Linked DNA regions of Mus musculus: region 1 is linked to region 2. The links are chromatin contacts, called in public Hi-C maps. All regions are on one chromosome and are shown on one strand. The core of a region is the stretch at or near the end of the contact, and the rest is flanking DNA. Distances in the headings are between cores, read along the strand shown. Region 1 overlaps Cdh22 (cadherin 22). Region 2 holds the start of 1700025C18Rik (RIKEN cDNA 1700025C18 gene).

Evidence for each region. A called contact is a pair of places that touch in the nucleus more often than the background predicts.
Region 1: a contact with region 2 is called in a Hi-C map of the N1E-115 cell line, with 1.8 times the contacts expected there. The contact joins the enhancer-like site here to the promoter of 1700025C18Rik in region 2. A contact is called at or near these places in 2 of 39 promoter capture datasets (the 3T3-L1 cell line and maxillary cranial neural crest), 2 of 484 Hi-C or Micro-C datasets (the AML12 cell line and the N1E-115 cell line), 1 of 115 datasets of contacts at active chromatin or transcription factors (embryonic stem cells) and 2 of 9 other capture datasets (embryonic stem cells and liver).

Annotation. Positions count from the first base shown.
Region 1 is chr2:165,130,305-165,133,317 of GRCm38.p6, reverse strand. All of the region lies in intron 8 of Cdh22 (cadherin 22), which reads left to right. Among named protein-coding and RNA genes, the nearest start is that of Gm36690, 26 kb to the right of the region's middle. Within about 2 kb of position 1,742, at least 13 of the 459 cell types and tissues checked have an H3K27ac peak or open chromatin away from gene starts, as enhancers often do. A contact at or near this core is called in the N1E-115 cell line, where this site is marked.
Region 2 is chr2:165,089,133-165,092,217 of GRCm38.p6, reverse strand. 1700025C18Rik (RIKEN cDNA 1700025C18 gene) reads left to right here and starts at 1,468. Exons shown (of 3, transcript NR_033448.1): 1 at 1,468-1,518; 2 at 1,643-1,928.

The sequences.
Region 1 (3,013 bases), core at 493-2,992, 41 kb before region 2:
AGGTGTATGCGCTTAGTATGTCAGGGGCTTGAGCCCCTTTGAGCTGCCCGCCACAGCACCCTCCCACTCCTTACCTATGTCCTAACCAACAGGACACAGAGCGCTTCTTCTTCTCAGGGCAGAGAAATCAGCCAGGGTTAGACCATCTTCATTTAATGTTTCCCCGGCTGGCTCCTTCTCCTCCCACCGAAGGCCAGTCCCTTTACAGTGATGAGGTCCCTGGGTCTCCATGTCTAAGGAGTTGGTTCTACAGTGTCCCTCATATGTAGGTAAGGAAACATTCAGACGAAGTCCCTTCCCTCTCTGGCCTGTCTGACTCCAGAGCTCAGCTCTCCCTGTCTTGTGCCCTAGTCACATTTTCTTGGACTGGGGCTGGGGAGATGGCTCAGTGCTTTCTAAGTTCAGGTCCCAAGTTTTTACATAAAAGGCGCATATGATGGCATAGTCCCAGTGTCAGGAGGTGGAGACCAGCAAATTTCTGGTGCTATGGAGCTACTGGCTAGCCAGCCTAGATGAATTGGCAAATCCTAGGTTCAATGAGAGACCCTGTGTCAAAAGTAAAGGGCCAGGAGGATGGCTCAGAGGGGAAGGAGCTTGCCTTAAAGAATGACAACCCAAGTTCAGTCCCTGGGACACATGAGATAGAAGGTGAGAACCAACTCCTGCAAATTTTCCCCTGATCAACCGCACTGGTGTACTGTGGCGTGTATGTGCCACTACACACACACACACACACACACACACACACACACACACACACACACACATACACACACACACATATACACACAATAAAAAGTAAGGTTAGAGAGATGACTCAGTGGAAAGAGTGTTTGCCATGCAAAAGTGAGGGCCAGATTTCATATCTCCAGCACCTACATAAAATGGTGTGGCAGGCCATCTGTAACCCCAGTTGCTCATGAGGAAGAGACAAGAAACCTCCAGAAGGAGTAACCAGCTAGACTAGCCAAACTGGCAAATCTGAGTTCAAGTGGGAGACCTGGCCTTAACATATAAGCAGAGAGTCATAGAGAAGACAGTGACGTCAATCCCTGACAAAACATACATGCACACACACACACAAATATACACGTGCACATGCACACACACACTCCCACACAAACACACAAACTCATAAACACACACACAAACTCACAAATGTGCACAAACTCATAAACACACACAAACTCACAAACATGAACACTCACACAAACTCTCTCTCTCTCTCTCTCTCTCTCTCTCACACACACACACACACACACACACACACACACACACAATCTGTGTCACCCCTACTCACACCACCTTCAAGCCATCTCTAATGAAGAGTGGTCATATCTGCTTCACAAATGAGGAAACTGAGGCCCCAATCCACAGAGCAAGTCCATGCAAGCCCAGGGTGACCCCAGTCCTTCACACCAGAAGTCTGTCTGAGCCCAGGTGCAGACACACACACACACACACACACACACACACACACACACCCATTGGCTCCACCCTCAGCTCCTGTGTCCTCCTGCTAAGGTGTTCTCACAGCTCCCTCAGAAACAACCAGAGATGAGCAAAGGGGTCACACAGCCCCACCTGCTTCCAGGCGGAACAAACAAGAGGTGACAAGGATCAGAGGGGAAATATTTATACACGCTGCAGCGCTCTACGAGCCCCTCTGAGGATGTCGCCCTCAGCCAGAGCAGCCGCCTGTCACGCTGGATTACCTCAAAGGCTTGGGCCCACTTAGTATGCTGGCTCCTCTCTCCCGAACCTCTGAGTCATCCATCCTTCCCATGCAGGCGCGCCTTCCACTGACATTATCTTTAACGTTTTGTAATCATGAAATATTAATGACCAATATTGAATTTAAAGTACAATTTGTGTCTGGATCCTTCGGTGGAAAGGGCAGTTGTAAAGGGAGAGTCCTGAGGGGGAGGGGGAACGTGAGAGCCAAGGATGGGGTAGAGGGGTTAGACGTGAGGGTGCATGTAGCAGGCTCCGCCAGGGTCATCAGCTCACAGCTGGCCAGCAAGGAAGGTAGCTGAGTGGCCATGACAAGGAGTTGCCTAGGTCCGTTGGAAGCAGCCCACGAGGGTCACCCTAGGCCAAGTCACATCTCACACATGCGTTCAGACGCATGGGACAATGAGAAAGGTTCCCTTTGTGTGGTCCTGGCTCTGTGAGCTGCCACCTGACTCCTCTTCCTGCCTTGTCCTCCCTTCTTTAAGTTGGCTGTAACTCCTTGCCCCATTGGAGGGCAGGAGGGACAGAAACAGGAGACTGTGGTGGCCTCTGTTTATTCAAAGGCATTGATCAGTGTCACGTATAAAACGAAAATCCCCCCTGAGTTCAGAAATCGCATTTGTTCGGTTCCGGTAAGGTGCCTGACAGATACTTAGCAGGTGTTATTAATAGCCATGGAAGGAATCTGAGGCAGGGGGATGTCAGAGATGGTGGCCCAGTTTCCCCATACTCCATTTCACACAAGGAAGGAGAAGTCAAAGAAGAAATGATTGACTTTCAAATTGATTCTCTCTGTCCAGTGCTCCTTGGAGCACTGTGGGGGGAGCACAAGGCTCGGGAATGAGCAGGTCAGGAGGAGAGGTCATCGTAGGTAGGGCTCCAAGGCTTCCTCCAGGGAATCTTCCCTGTGTCCACCCAGTCAGGGACTGTTTGTCTAATACCTCATGGGAATTTCTTGCTAAACAAGCTGGGCAGTGGCTTACCTGAATTCCCAGGAGAGCAGGGAACAGTGCAGGAGACAGGGCAGAGGAGGGGACAGAGGACGGGGCAGGGGAGCCTAGAGTGAAATCTAGGGGCTTTGGGAAGGACTGGCTGACCACTGAGGGACAGAAAAGGGGGATTCCAAGGTGTGTCTCTGGGAGAGAAAGTTTGTTTTTGTTTTTAAGATTTATTTATTTATATATATACAGCATTCTTCCTACATGTATGCCTGCAGGCCAGAAGAAGGCACCAGATCCCATTACAAATGGTTATGAGCCACCATGTGGTTGCTGGGAAT
Region 2 (3,085 bases), core at 219-2,718:
ACACACAAATAAAAAAAATGTCTTACCCACTCTCAACTGGGGACTCGGGAAGCTTTTGGTAGCACCCCCCCCTTTGGATGGGGGAGGTTCAGACATGGTTACCCCTTTCTAGTGTGAGACCCCATTATTTCCAGGGTCATAACTTAGCTAGAACCCCACAGTCCTGTGACACACATCTCTGCTTGTGTGTACACGTGCCCTAGGCTCAGAGAGACTGAGTGCTCTGTCTGAGGTCACACAGCTAAGAAAGAACGGAGTCTGATTCAGACACTCCCAGCTGCTGGCACCCTCTCTGCTCTCAGTCTCTTTGTTCAGCTCCAAAGTCTGACCCGGGGACCTGCAGAGTCAGGGACCAGGAGACAGGCCGGCTCCAGCCTGCACGGTGTCTTGTGGGACAAGCCAGGTCATTAGAGACTGTTAGTATTCAGAGGCCTCCCCAGCTTGGCTCCTCCAGCCTAGCATTGATCTCTGGTGCTCCACACTCCTAACCATACTCACCCAGGGACCCTGTCTCTGTTTGCCCTTCAGCCAATGCTGGCACCCAGCATATTCGTCACTGTCTCCAGGCAAAGGACAGCTTATGTTCACATCCCCCAGTGGCTGGCCTTGGGCCCTTGATCTCACCACTGTGTCATCCAAGCTACACCCCCACCTCCTCCTTCCGACCTACTGAAAGTAATACATTGTGACATCGTGGAGAATCCACAGTAATGCCCACCTTGCTCTTCTACACAGACAGTAGCCTCTTGGAGAATAGGACCAGATAATACCCTAACTCCCTCGCAGATCCTAGCAGAGATTTTTTCTCTCTCTCTCTCTCCTGGGTCATGTGTCTTTAGACAAGCGAGCCCACCTCTCTGTGCCTCCTCTGCCTATCTGCAAATGGACATGACGAAAAGCTACCTTGAGAGGATGTAGAGGGTTCCCTGGGACCAGCCATGACACTCAGAGGACAGTCAGTATCACTCTCTTTCCTCAGACCTCAGTGAGGAGGGACCCAGCTGGGGTGGAGGTTCAAGTAAAAGAAGATGAGGCTGGGCCATGGTAGCGCATGCCTTTAATCCCAGCATAGGTAAAGGCAAGCAGATGTCTGGGAATTCGAGGCCAGTCTGAGTTCAAAGAGAACCCCTGTGTTGAAAAACAGAGAGAGAGAGAGAGAGAGAGAGAGAGAGAGAGAGAGAGAGAGAGAGAACAAGATGGATGAAACTTCCTTAATAAAGAGTCCTCCTCAGAAGGGTGAATGGGAGACAGGGAGACAGGACAGGACAGCTGTGGGGGTGTATAATGGTGTCTCAGACAGTGAGTGAGCAGGAGGATATGAGGAAGTTGCCTGAAGCCATGGTTTATGTCACTGCTTTCTCTGGCTTTCACATAGCCCGGAATCACCCAAGGCATTACATGGTTGCTGAGCAGCATGTGACTGCATCACAGAGCCTCCCTGGCCTAGGGAAGGTGCCCAGAGTCACTGGATTGGTGGACAAGGACTGGCAGGAAAGGGCTGGTCAACCTGACTCCCAGGTTAGGGGCGTAAAAGCCATGTCCCCCTGCTGGGTGGGAATAGCCTTGGAGCAGCACGTGCTTGCTCTTGGGTACCTGAATCTGAGAGTGACCACACACCTGATGCTGAACCTCTATATCTTAGGGTAAGCCCTCTGACCTTCTGGTAGCCACAATGGAGGTGTTCAGGCCAAAGGGCTACGGCCTAATTGGAGGAGATTCTGCATCTGGAGTTGTTCCAAGCTCATGCCAAAGCTAACCCTGGCAAACATCTGCCCGCGGACTGTGAACTTGAAGCAAGCATTGCTATGGCCTCCAGATCCTGGATTCTTCAGATCTATACTTGGTACTGTTGAACATATGAGGCCCCTTGGTGCATGCTTCGAATCTCAGCATTCAGGAGGCTGAGGCAGGAGGATGGCAAGTTCCAGGCAAGCCTAGATTTCATACCGAGACCTAGACCCCCCCCAAGCCAACCACCAACTGTGAGCAAGTTCAAGCCTGAGAGGTCTCAGAGTACCTTGAATGTGGGGTGCTGAAAACTGAACCTTTAAATAGTGAGGCGCCTGTGGGTCTAAATGTCACTGTTACAGCAGTGTAGATGTGCACCTCATAGCCAGGGGTGGGGTCTACTTGGTGGGAACTGAGACACAACGGGCCAGGAACAAACAAAGGGACCAATGACCTGCTCAGCCTGTCCCCTTCCACCTAATCTCTCCTCCCCCTCCCATGCACCTCACCCCTAAACACATCTGCCCCTCCCACCCACCCCTCCCACTCTGGCTACCTAGCTAACCTCAGGGGAGCAGCTTAACTGAACCCCAAGTCTCAACACTTCCACATTCCTTCCCAGGGCTCAGAGAATGCAGCATGGAGCCCATCCTCCCGACCCCCCTCACAGGGCAAATCCTCCCCACATCCCCCTGCAGGGCCTGGCAAGGTAGTTCTGATCCTGGATCCCAGGGAGCTGGGGCCTTATCTCAGCCTACGGAGCAAGCACTTTGCATCTCTCCCCCCAGTATGCGGCCACAGCGCGTTCCAGCCCGCGGCTCCTCGCCATCTGCAGAGAGAAATCCAGTTAGACCTTGTATAATAAGTTCCTGACAATCTTGCTGAGGACGCTGGGTCATAAAAGTCTGCTGGTTTTATCGCCGGTAACAGACACGGAGTGAAATTAAGTTGTCTTATCAAATTTAGATAATATATATCCCTCTAGAGTAGAAGGCGCTGCATGGGGTTTCCGTGGTATGAGCCCAGGAGGGGACAGGCAGCCAAGCAGTTCCTGGGCACATGGTAGGGGGTGGGGCATCCCAGAGAACCCCACAACCTGATTGGCAGAACAGCAGGGTGACTGGCATCCTAGAGATCAAGGACATCCAGATCCGGACGGTATCCCCCTGCTTATTGAAGATACTCAGCTACATTCATGTGGAGGGCCTCAGTTTCCCTCTCTGTAAAGTGGACATGGCAATAGTTCCTGCTGTTGGGAGATTTAAATGAGATGCTATTTGCATGGGCAAACACACATGTATACATACAAATAGAGCAATAGAGTTCACAAACATACATGTATAAACACAGATGCATA